Linked DNA regions of Zea mays: region 1 is linked to region 2. Evidence: chromatin contacts called from public Hi-C data. All regions are on one chromosome and are shown on one strand. The core of a region is the stretch at or near the end of the contact, and the rest is flanking DNA. Distances in the headings are between cores, read along the strand shown.

Region 1 (6,370 bases), core at 1,714-4,213, 100 kb before region 2:
AAATATGAATTTAAGTTCTCAAGAAAACTATTCTCCAACGGTTATGTAAAACATCCATAAATTTACATACTTCCTACAAACTCAATTTTATCTCTACATTTACCAACCTTTTTGAGACTCTTGAAATCAATGTTGGCGCCAAGTCCATGATAAAAAGTATACCCCCGTAACTGTTTTGCGTCGTCCCACCGTTTCAATGACCACAAATGCATCTCCACTATTCTAGATGCTCTTGACGTTGTCACCAAAGCACATCATGTGCTACCTCCACGCCATCGTCGTGAGAACCTCTGTGGACGGTGTGTGCCTATCGCCAGAGTCGTCTGGTCTTCCATCGATAGCTATGACCTTTCAAGACGTTGTTGACATTATTTATGAAAACTGTTGGAAAAGTTCATCTCGTTAAGATATGTGGCAGATCCTATGTGTCGCCGCTGGAAAAGTTAGGAAAGATTGTTAACACGGACTATCGCCAATCCAATTAAAAATACAAAGCGAACCCATATTTTTTGTGTCGACATGGACACCTAAAAAAAATATAGCAACCAAAAAAGCGAGAGTCGTTGGAGCACAAACGTTAATTACTCATTAATGTGTTTTAGCAACTCCCTAAAACTAGTAGGGAGCTAAATCTATATAATTATTGGAGATGCTCTAGCTAATAGTTAATTTTAACTATATTAATTCAACTAATAACTAATGTTAGCTAATTGTTAGCAGGACTATTAGTAGAGGTTTTGATATCTTCAACTAAAAGTAACTAGTAGTTGAGTTGTTTGGATATCTCCATCTAACAGCTAACTATTAGCTCTAATGCATTCAAACGAGGCCTTAGAGATTGTTTTAATGCACTAGAGATAATAGTTAGCTGACTAAAAAATTGCTAGTGGAATTAGCTAGTTAACTAACTATTAACTAATTTGTTAAAAATAGCTAATATAGATAATAGTTGAACTATTAGATAGGATGTTTAGATGCTACAGCTAATTTTACACACTAACTATTAGTTCTAGTGCACTTAAAGGTTTCTTTAGGCACTCTCCTAAACTTTAGGGAATAAATTTTAGTCCCTAAAATTTCTATTTGAAATGTCTCATTTAGTCACTTCGTATGGTATTTTTAGGGACTAAAACTTTTAGTCACTAAAGTTTAGGTGGGAACCAAACATCCCCCTTAGTCAGTTAGTCTATGTGCAAACAAACCCTAAAAAAGCCTTGTCGAATTAAATAGAAACAAGCCCTAAAAGGCCTTGTCGGATTAAATACGGATTGTCAAAAGTCCACTCGTTTCCTCCAATCCATTTGGGGGAGAGAATTAGCTGCCTACAAGGATCAGCCACATTGTTTTCGAAATGACAACAGTAGCTCCACCTGCAGTGGACTATATATCCCCAAGAAAAAAGACGCATCTATATATTGCGAAAACATATAAAAACCGTGTCACAATCCCCTTAACTCATTACATACACAATAGAACAAAATTGCTAAAACATATAAAAGCCGTGTCACAATCTCCTCAACTCATTACATATACAGTAAAACAAAATCATGCTAAAAAAAGATCCGCTGCAAGCACTAGCAAAACAAGTGAAGGCAAGGGATATACATTCTCACTACCAGGCTCTACAAAGATGGAGTGAAACATAAAGGAGATTCTATACCAAGAATATACAGAGACGTCGTACTGCAGCAAATGATCATCCCCTACTTTACTTTGGGCTGTTCCAGGGAGATGAAGGTTTGTATGGGAAACCATGGGACGTGGATCCATGCCCTAAATCGAGGCTGTGGAGCTGTTCCATCAATTGTGACCGCCGTTCTTTGAAGAAATCTAGCCTGGTTGTTAGTTCAACCAGAGTGGATGACGACACAGACGGCGGTCTCCCATATTCGACACCCTGCTGCAAATCACAACAGGAGATTGAAAACTCAAACCTAAGTATTTTTTACCAGAAAAATGTTAGTGCAGCAAAATAACTAGGGGGTTTCTCTTACTTTCGTTGTTCTAGGGATGTTCACCAACATTGGCCCGCCCTCTGCAGGCACACTTGTAGAATCACTCAAGGAGGTGTCCGAGGAATGCTTTCGGGAGAAAGGCCTTGAAGAACCATGAGATAGCACATGCTGTTTGATGCTTCTCCAGTGGGATGTGCTCGGCAGGCTCTCCTGTCAGAATATCAGTGTGTCTTAGAGTCCCAATCCAATCATTGACAGTTATATTTCTCTTAGAACCCTGCGTCGCTCTCTCCTGGGCGGAGAGGGCGACACGGGGGCGACCCCAACCCTAGCGCCGCCACACCCTCTGCACACCTTCCCCTGCCGCGCCGCCGCGAGTCACTAGAGAGCCGCGCGGCTAGCAAGGAGGGCGGCAGAGAGGCTTTAGCCCCTTCCTGAGGTCGGGAGGCACGCTCGTGGCACAAGAATAGGTCGTCGTTCCTTTGGGTCGCTACCGCCGTGGTCGGATTTGTGGTAGGGGTTGGAAGATCCGTGGTCAGGGTGGCCGGATTTTGCCGCATCCGTGGTTGCCGTGGTCGGTTCGAGGTCGTGTTGATCACATGCAGGGAGATGGTGGGTGTGCTGGTGGCCGTGCAAGATTGGCGGCGGCGGCACGACTGTCGTGTACGGCAGTGTCGTCGTTGTGGGTCACCGGGGGCCATATCCGACGAGCCCATGGCCAGATCTGGTGTGCCCAAGGCCAGATCTGGTGGTCCTCGACGAACTCCATGGCAGCCTCTCGGGCTCGACGACGGCGGTGGGCCAGCCTCCCTCGGGTGGAGGCCAAGGTGCATACAGGGCTTCCACCGTTGGGCTGACCTCTACATCTTGTGCTGGGTGGAGCACCGGTGCCTCCCACGGCGTGGCTCTTGTGCGGCTGGAGGTCACGGTGGGGAGGCCATGGAGCGGGTAGGGCGTCCTCCGCCGGTCCGGCCTCTTTGTCTTGTGCAAGGTGGAGTGCTGGTTTCGTTGGTCGTGAGTGTCAGGGCAGTGGCGGCAGCCGGTTTCAGCTCTGGCGGGCGGCAGTGTGGCGCACACGACAAGGTATTCCCTGGTTTCGTCTTTCGTGTGCCGATGGCAGCCAACGTAGCTTTGCGGGTGTTGCGGCAGCCGACGCGTTGGTGCCCCTCTGGAGGGGTTTGCGCGGAGACCAGGGCGGTGGCGACGGCGGAGGCTGCATGCTTTGACCTGGGGTCCTGGCCTAACGATGTGCTGGAGGTCATCTTGGGCGAAAGCCTTGGCGATGGTGACGCCCGTGGGCGCCACTTCCCCCTATTGAGGGCATCGCATTGCTCTGTCTTCCTTGGGCGAAAGCTCGGTCCATCACAGACATGTGACGGTGGCATCCTAGACGTCACTCCCTTCCTGAAGGCGTCATGTTTGAAGTTTGTCTCAGCCTCGATGTTGCCTTCGGTTGCTGCTTTCGCTTCTCGGCATCTGGATTGCGGGTGGAGGTGGGGTTTTTGCAACGTGAAGTCGAAGCTACCACGTTAGGGGATTAGGGGATGTGGCTCAGCAACGATGACATGAGGCAAACCCCCCTTCCTTGTGATCTAGATTGTTTTGGAGGTCGGGCAAAACCCGGAGGTGGGTGTTGGATCAAGATTGTTGGTGAAGAATCGGAGTTGCCTCGAGTGTGGGTGTGTTGAAGCTTGGCAACGATGGCGTGTCGCGGTCTTCCTCCTTCTGTGTCAGGTTTTAGGTGTAGGCGACGTCGTGTTTCTTCTGGCCATGTGCGGCCGATCTGGCGAAGTCGAAGCTGCTCATACCTTGTGTTGAGCTCGACAACGATGGCTCTGGATGGGTTGTGGGTGGGGTTGTCGCTGCATGTGTTGTTTGGGCACTCTGAGTAGGTTTCGGGCCCAGTTTTCCTTAAAAATGGGTCGATTCTAATCTTCTTAATGGAAAGGCAGAGCTCCTGCCATTACGTTAAAAAAAATTATCTTAGAACCTGGGGCCCTAGATGCATGGAAAATTAGTTGTTAATGTCTATTATCCTTATTGTGTTTGATCTTACTCAAAATGGTTGCTTAGGGTCTAGGTTGGACACTAGACCAAAAGATAACAATTTAAAAACTTAGCCTTATTCAATTTGAGTTGAACCTACAGGACAATGTGCCGCTAGTCCGAGCATTGCCCCTTTAATAAGTAGGGCTGATTGAGCTTGTAAAACACTACTATTGAAGTGCAATCATGGAGCTCATGTCAACTAAATTTTGCTTTGATTTTCTCAAGATGTATAAAGTATAGCAAGACAAGAGATTCGCAAACAGCTAACCTCATTTCTTTGCTTCTCTTGATTACAGAAAGCAACGCTCCTATCAAATCCTGTTTGGACAATGTTCCTGGTAGAAGTAAAATATTGCATATTCAATGAACTGTCACTTGTAAAAATAATTAGGGAATATGATACTGTTAGTGTATTGTGTCTTATCACTATAATGGGTATTGACCCATATACTTAGCTATATATAATACATCCCTTGTCCAACTAGGGTTAGAGTTTTCCATTTAAGGGCTTGTTCGGTTGTGTCTGGATCGAAGGGGATTGGAGGGGATTAAATCCCTCCCTAGTCAAAATAGAATAGAAGGGGATTTAATCCCCCTCAACCCCTTCCGATCCACATGCAACCGAACAAGGTCTAACATGGTATCAAAGTCACAAAATATGCCATCTTCCCTCCCCCCTCCATCCCCCTCTCTCCCTTGAGAGCCACCGGCGCCCCTTCTTGCCGGGCCTTCTCCCTCCATGGTTGGCGCTCCTTTCTCCTCGCCAGTGGTCCGCGTGGTGGCTGGCCAGCCGCTGCCGGCCTTCTACTCTCCGTTTCCCGCACCATTCGACCTCCAGGTGCCCACGGAGTGCAAGCCGCACGGCGGTGGGCTGCTCCTCCCCTGCGACGTCGTCCGCGCCGGCCTCCCTTTGCTCCTCCGCGACGCCGACTGCAGCCCTTGCGCCGCGCGGACCAAGCGCGCCCGACCGCACACCGGCGCCCAACCCCTCCTTCCCCATGGTGGCCTCCCTCTACACACCAACTGCATCACCCGACCGCACCCAGGCCAGCTCCTCCTTCCCTGCGGCAGCCTCCCTCCACGCGCCAGCAGTGCCATCCGCAGTCAGCTCCTCCTTCCCTGTGGCGGCCTCCCTCTACGCGCGCGCCATCCGCAGCCCTGTGCCGCCCAGCCACATGTAGGTTGGCCTCTCCTCCACTTCCGCGACAACAGTAGCCCCCCATTCCCCAGCTGCACTGTGTTGGTGCCTCCTCCCCCGCATGCAGCACACACGCCGCCCTTCTCTCATCGCCAGGCCCCTCCTCCGCCTCCGCAGGCCACTAGGCGAGCTCCCGCGTCATACCCGGCGCTCTCCATGCCCCGACCGACTAGCAATTAGGGTTAGGGTTTTCCCTCTAATAGATACGAACAAGCTTACAAGCATTCTGCATTTGTTACTAAATACGTAGCTCCCAAATATTTGGACTTGCAGGCACAACCTAACAAAGCTGAAAAGAATAGTAAAAATAGTCTTACTGCGAGAGATGATTTAGAAGGTGTTGAGGATGATCATTTGCATCTACGGAAGAGCCATACTGGTGCTGGCGCTGTTGATTGAGTTGGAAATGCAGCTCTGCAACCTTCTGTTTTAATCTTGCAACATCAGCTTCTGCGAGAGCAATTTCCTCAAGCTCTGACTTTGTCTATAAAGAAGTGCATAGAAAACAGAGGACATCATAAAATAAGCTGAGCAAGTACGTAACTGTCAAAGAACAACTTGCTTACAATTCCAATACCTTCGAGTCCATGGAGAGTGAGCTAGAAAATTGTGAAGAAGACATGCTTAGCCCAACCTCCAGTGCAGCTCTAAGATCCCTTTCAGCCTGTAGCTGCTCTTGCAACCTTGACACCTAGTGAACAAACAAGTGTGATCATACTAAGCACCAAACTCACATAAAGAGGCACTTTCAGTTTAAAAATGTTATGTGGACAATTGTCTAAAGCTGGTTGCAACAAAACAAATATAACAAATATGCACACACACAAAAAATGTCCGGTAAGCGGGTAAGGGAAAGACCGCCCCCACGGTATTATATTAAAAAGAAGCTCAATCGGAGCCCCGACCGAGAAAGATCATGAAAGTTGGCCTCCCGTGCAACATGAGGGTCTGCCCCTATAGACCGAATCTTTACTCATGCTTTGAGCCCTCCCAGCCTCTCATGTGCACACAACCAAAGGAACCAGTGAGTGGCATTTTTTAACCTCGGCCTAAAATTCGCTCTCACTAGGATTCGCACTCAAGACTACTCAGACCACCTAACCAACTCAGCTAGAGGCCCTTTCACAACAAATATGCACAAAACAAATGGGGTTTGGATGCATAAAAG
Region 2 (6,505 bases), core at 2,973-5,472:
TATCACAACAGAACTAACCAAACTAATTGAAGTACAGATAACAAACCTGAGCATTTCTTTGTTCTTAAAAAATTGAACACAAGGTGTTCCCATGATGCCTGCAGCTTCTGCTATTTCAGGATCCTCCTCGATGTCAATTTCAACAAGATGAACAAACTCGCCGTACTCGTCTATGACCTGCAAGATAAATTAGCAATTAGCAAGTAATAAAACAAGCAACCTAAACTAAGATACACAGATCATAAAATGAGAATTTTGCATCACAATAGCAGCATGTGTCTGCTAGTCGCCGTACCACACACAATGTTGTGAAGCTATATGTTGATTTTATTTTAACACCCAAGTTGTATGTATCCTATTACCATTGTAAAAAGAAGGTGCTTTAAGGTTGATTGGTAGGTTGTTTTAAAAAGAATATGAGCCCTTAAATTAGACCAATCAGATACAGTACCAACTTCAGGAACCAACCTTGCTCAAAATTGGTTTTAAGGTTCTGCAAGGACCACATGTGGGAGAAGTGTATAGAACACAAATGAGTCGTGGACTCTCATGGTACAGTTTGCGGAGTGCATACTGCAAAGGAAGAAAGCTCAGTGTCAGTTTTCAAATTAACATTTTCATCATGTGGGTCAATCTATGCATAAATACCTGTCCCTTGTGTTTTCTGTGAGAAATGTCAAAGCCCATTTGAACATCTTTATCTGTAATATCCTTCTTTGTTTCTTCTTGAACAGGCTGCATTTAAATTAAAAAATTATGAGAAAGAACAGTACCTTGTAAACTTGATTGGGGTTAGTACAGAAAATAACCAGCAAAAGATGGTACAAGTGAATCAACCATGTGATATAAGAAGTGATGAAAGCCTATGTTCAAATTTTCATATATGAATAAATTCCAATGTGGCTACATGGCAATGCTGACATGTGATGATACATAAACTAGAAATACCAGTCAAAATAACAAAAGTAGATGATTGCAGCTGTTCACGATACTGTGGATCCAGTAAAGATTGTACAGTCATCCTCCATTATAATAGTGTCCAAGGCAAAATGAAGTTGGTATGTGCACCAGATGTCATAATGAAATAGCTACTGTGGGGAAAAAGGACTACCTGGTGAAATTCGACAAGAAGATCATTGGCAACTAAGTATCTTTCAACTGACAAAGCAGCTATGCATCCAGATCCAGCTGCAGTAATAGCTTGTCTCCATTCATGATCCTGCAGGTACACACTGGAGAAGCATAAAAACCAAAATGGCCATAGAAATATCTCAATTTCACAAATGTATATCTTGCACAATGTATACTGCATTTTATACTTAGGTATCTTGCAAATACTTGGCTGTAGCAGTTTCCTTCTTAAGACATCAAGAAATGATATGTGATAACAAAAACATGACATGATGGTGCCAATGGAGCTTCGGAATATAAGATATATTGCAAACCATGAACAAGTTCCATACAGAAGGTGAATGATGGAGTTACCTGAACATCACCAGCAGCGAATACACCATCAACTGAAGTTTTGGCTGAGCCCTCTTTAACTAAAATATAGCCAGCACTATCAAGTTCGATTTGGCCCTGCAACAGCTGACTGTTTGGAGTATGTCCTATGCCATAAAATAAACCTTTCACAGTAAGAACTGATTCTTCTCCTGTATCTCTTCTCTTCAGATGAACGCCAGACATCTGCCCTTTGTCATTGCTAACAACATCCATGGCTTCTGTATTGAAATGTACTGTTATGTTGGGGTTGTTGAGTACTCTGAAACATTCGCCATAATCAACCTGTTAACCAAACATCCAGCGAATTGGAAGTTTACCTCATTAATATTTCAAGTGACTGAAGAGGAGCTCACGTCCTTCAAAGAACATAATAATTTAATCTACAGATAAGTTCCCAAAATTGATGATCTGCAGGATCTATGAAAACTCAACTAATACTATGATTTTTAGTATTTAAATTGGCAAACAGCTAACACTAACTAACATAGTTACCATAATTACTAGCTCACATCCAACAAACTGTAGCTTATTGGCTAAATACAGCATTTTACAATGCCACCTGTATAACCACTACTCGAAAGCAATAGACCTAGCCTAAAATAATACAATGTTCACAGATTGGTGACTCAGGGAGACAGCTCTTACACCAGGCCTGCCCTTCTAAAAGGAGATAATTCAATCCACTATCACTCCTAATAAGTGCTGATGCCCAAGATAAGTGAAATACTGGCAATCTGCTGGTAGTATGTCTGTGTGAACAGAACAGAATATTCTTAGGAAAAAGAATTGAAATTATTTTACCTGTCCTGCATAGCTTTGGAAGCCCGTAGCTGATCCTTTCTAACTAGTAAATGAACATGTCGAGCATATTTTGTCAAATATACTGCTTCCTCTGTAGCTACATCACCACCCCCAACAACTGCAAGAACCTGGCCCTTGAAAAGTGGTGAAGCTCCATCACATATTGCACATGCGCTGATGCCTCTACTCCAAAATTCATCTTCACGAGGCAGACGGAGGCGCTTAGCCGTAGCTCCAGTTGCAATAATTAGACTATGACATTTCACCTACATATGCCCTGAGATTAATGCAGAGAAGAAAATGTCTAAAATAGTTTGCGTTCATTATACTCCATCTGTTTTTAAATATGTGATGTTTAGGGAAACTTAATTAGTTAAAAAAGAACAAATTAGCTTGCCTTAAAGGTCACATATTTAAAAACAGGAGTACCAGGTGGATACATATTGTAAAAACTACAAACAAGAGACAGGTATCAGAAGAACTAAAGACCATAAGACCAGACAGTAGTGTAAGACCTATAATCAAGTAAACCACATAGGGCTTATTTGGTTGGAACCCTCACAGGCAATTGCCTGCCAGGCAAACCATCCCAGCCCCAGGCGTTCGAAATCCAATGTTTGGGAGAACTGCCTGAGCCAGGCAGCTTCGGCGGGGAGGAAACCAAACGAGCCCATAAACACTGGACTGGCCTACAGTTCAAAAGCTTGCTCTTGTAGACATGCATCCTTACATTTTCTCCCCCTATATGAAAGCTCCTATGTTTTTTGTTTATCATCAGTGGATCTTATCCGTAGTTAATTTGTTAAATTATGTTAGTACCATCCATTGAATGCCAAACAAACAGCACACGCAAGTACGCAACACCACCTTGTGCAGAATGAAAATTCAAACTCGAAAACAGATTATAGAGGACGGACATGCACGAGGAATAGCACAACGGCGTGTACCTCACGGTCGCTGCTACGAATAACAAACGGGCTGCTCTTTACATTCACAAACTCAACATCCTCTTGGTAAAGCTCTGCGCCCCAGCGTTCCGCTTGCTTGCGCATTCTGGTTTTAATCAAATGCGCCGTCGATGATGTAAGCATGGTAACATACCAACATGACACTATGGGAATTGAACCGATCGGAAAGGTCTCACCTGTCCATGAGATCAGGCCCGGTTATACCGTCCGGGAAGCCAGGGAAATTCTCCACCTCGGTGGTGGTCATCAGCTGCCCGCCGGGGACACCCCCCATCTGGCACCCTTCAAACACGACAGGCTTCAGGTTCGCCCGGGCGGCGTAGATGGCAGCGGTGTAACCGGCTGGTCCAGAGCCGATGATCACCAGGTTCTCCACCCCCTTGCTAGCATCTGCAGGCTCGGCGAAACAACCAATTACTTTACCACGCTTCGCTCTTAGATTTGAAACGTTGCTAGTAGCCCGCTCTCACTCCGACCGCTCACAGATCAGATGTGGCTCGGGCAGTTGCACGAGCAACTCGGCGGTTTTACGACAGCCCAATCTGGAATCCGAGGGAGGCGGATGCTAGAGTGGGAGGCGCACCTGACGGAGGGGAGGAGGCAGGAGTCTCCTCGTCGACCGCGCCGGCGGCAGGTGCGGCGGCGGCGGCCTGCAGAGACATCGGCGCGCGGCTGTTGCAGCAGGTGGCCGAGGCGGGGAGAAGGCGGCAGGCGGAGGGGAGGGCAACCCGGTGGCGGCGGGAGGAGAGCGGGGCCGCCGAGAGGGCGGCGGCCACGGCGACGCGCGTGACCGCCATCGCAAGCGGCGAGGGGGGAAGTGGCGGGGCTGCTGGCTGCTGCTGCGTTGGTGGGCGGAGGGGAGGATGTGGAGCAGGAGGTGGGATGGATGGATGGATAGGGGGTGGGTGGGTGGGGGAGAGCGCGCGAGACTGCGGGAGGGATCTGATACGTGCTCGTCGCGGCAGCAGCCCAAGGACGAAGGCTCGAGCAGACGGCCGTTGATTGGGCTCAAGGCATCTCCTTTGTTTCTGCCGGCCTGCCCCCAACTCACCATTGTCATTTTATTAATTACTTATGTTTGTGCTTTGATATGTTTGTTATATACCCATCCATTTTAGAATATAAGTCGTAACCATTTTTTATTTTGTCCCACAATATAAGGCGTGCTCTCTATGCACACGTACATTATTGGTACAGTGATATAGAGAGAATTAAATGAATTTTTTTGTCTTTGAACCAGATGTGGTTACGCCTTATATACTGGAACTAAAGGTGTATTATACTAGTATGGTTGTCGTGTGTTACAACGGAACACACAATATTTGTTAAAAATTTATTACATGTGCATATCTATGTTTTTGAAGTGGCATGGTAGACAGGTTACCTCATTTAAACAAGATCTATCTATGTGAGGTAACTGTTGGGAACAGACTTATTAATCTCTGCAACACCCACTTTCTAGTATGGTGCCCACTGCAGATTACGACGTGGTAGACCGATTACATCATTTAAACAAACTATTCGTTAAATGCTTATTACCTGCACATGTCTAGACGATGTAAAGCAGATCTATCTAGTATGATGCCCGTGCGTTGCAACGAAACACAAACGACCTTCTGGTAATTACACGGCAAATCAATCGCGTAGGTTGTAGCAGTTACCGTCCCGAGGTTGTCCTCAGGTGAGGCGTGACCGTGTCTCCCGCCCGAGGTTGGCCTCACAAGCCATGATTGTCTCCCACCCGAGGTTGGCCTCGGTCGAGTCGTGACTGCGTCTCCCGCACGAGATTAGCCTCGCGAGCCGTGACTGACTCTCGTCCGAGGTTGGCCTCGTGAGCCGCGATTGTCTCCTGGCCGAGGTTGGCCTCGGGCGAGGTGTGACTATGTCTCCTGCTCGGGGTTGGCCTCGGACGAGCCGTGACTGCGCTCCCGCCCAGGATTGGGCTCGAGCGAGTCATAATCGCGTCTCCTGCCCAAGGTTGGCCTCAGGCGAGTCGTGAATGTGTTTCCCGCCCAGAGTTGGCCTCGAGCGAGTCATGAATGTGTCTCCCGCCCTGGGTTAGCCTCGGACGAGTCGCCCTAGGCCGCAGCCACCTGGCTCCACTGCCACGCCCCACGTCGTGTGCCTACACAAACATGAGAGTGTGCCTCTCTTTGTCTATTTGGCCACGTGGGAGCTCAATGAGGAACTGAGCGACGAAATGTAACATCCCAATTTTCAACCCGAGGTTTGGAACCCTAATCTAACCCCCCTTCTTATTATCTATCCTTAATCTCCCCTAGGTCTTCTCATCATATGCATACACTTTGTCTGATTAGAAGCACCTCACTTAGATTTTATTTTCTAGCACCTAAGATTATCTAGTAAATTAATTGTTCAAAAGAAAAGGATATAAAAATGGAAATAAAAATTGGAAAATAAAAAGAAAAGGAGAAGCTTTTATCTCCCCCCTAAGTAGACCAATTCCAGCCCACACCTGTGGCCGCTTTCCCCCTTCCGCGCTCGCGACTCCCCCCCCCCCTCGGCCCACCTCCGACCCACTCCGCGCTCGCGCCCGCGCACCACTGACACGCCGTCCCCACTCGTCAGTCGCCTCCCCCTCGCCCTCGCTCGCGACCGCTCCCGCTGACAGGCTGGCCCCACCAGTCAGCCACCCCATCGTCCTCGCCGCGTACGGCTTCGCCGCGGTCACCTCCGACCACCGTCCTCTTCCTCGCCCCATCCCCTCGCCCATCCCCTCGCCGCATAGGGAAGTTTGGCACCGCCCCGTTGAAAGTCGCCTAGAGGGGGGGTGAATAGGGCGAAACTGAAATTCTCAAAAATAATCACAACTACAAGTCGGGTTAGCGTTAGAAATATAATAGAGTCCGCGAGAGAGGGCGCAAAACAAATCGCAAGTGAATAAGAAGTGTGACACGAGGATTTGTTTTACCGAGGTTCGGTTCTCGCAAACCTACTCCCCGTTGAGGAGGCCACAAAGGCCGGGTCTCTTTCAACCCTTCCCTCTCTCAAACGGTCCTTCGGACCGAGTGAGCTTCTCTTTCTCAAATCACTTGGGAATCAAAACTTCCCGCAAGGACCACCACACGATTGATGTCTCTTGCCTCAATTACAAGTGAGTGTTTGATCACAAGAAAGAATGCCAAAGAAAAAGAAGCGATCCAAGCGCAAGAGCTCAAATGAACACTACAAATCACTCCCTCTAGTCACTAAGGCTTTGTGTGGAGTTG

Evidence for each region. A called contact is a pair of places that touch in the nucleus more often than the background predicts.
Region 1: a Hi-C map of endosperm shows a contact between it and region 2, with 2.1 times the contacts expected there. The contact joins the enhancer-like site here to the promoter of LOC100216789 in region 2. A contact is called at or near these places in 3 of 25 Hi-C or Micro-C datasets (ear, endosperm and tassel).

The regions. Positions count from the first base shown.
Region 1 is chr7:180,071,239-180,077,608 of Zm-B73-REFERENCE-NAM-5.0, reverse strand. It overlaps LOC103633525 (rho GTPase-activating protein 7), which reads right to left. Exons shown (of 21, transcript XM_008655208.4): 18 at 5,780-5,893; 19 at 5,520-5,686; 20 at 4,273-4,339; 21 at 1-434. The coding sequence ends at 369. Among protein-coding and RNA genes, the nearest start is that of LOC103633525, 9.3 kb to the right of the region's middle. Within about 2 kb of position 2,963, at least 1 of the 20 cell types and tissues checked has an H3K27ac peak or open chromatin away from gene starts, as enhancers often do. A contact at or near this core is called in endosperm, where this site is marked.
Region 2 is chr7:179,967,583-179,974,087 of Zm-B73-REFERENCE-NAM-5.0, reverse strand. It overlaps LOC100216789, which reads right to left and starts at 4,222. Exons shown (of 10, transcript NM_001143188.2): 1 at 3,859-4,222; 2 at 3,452-3,665; 3 at 3,255-3,360; 4 at 2,308-2,573; 5 at 1,486-1,765; 6 at 1,112-1,219; 7 at 649-735; 8 at 469-573; 9 at 47-177. The coding sequence starts at 4,072.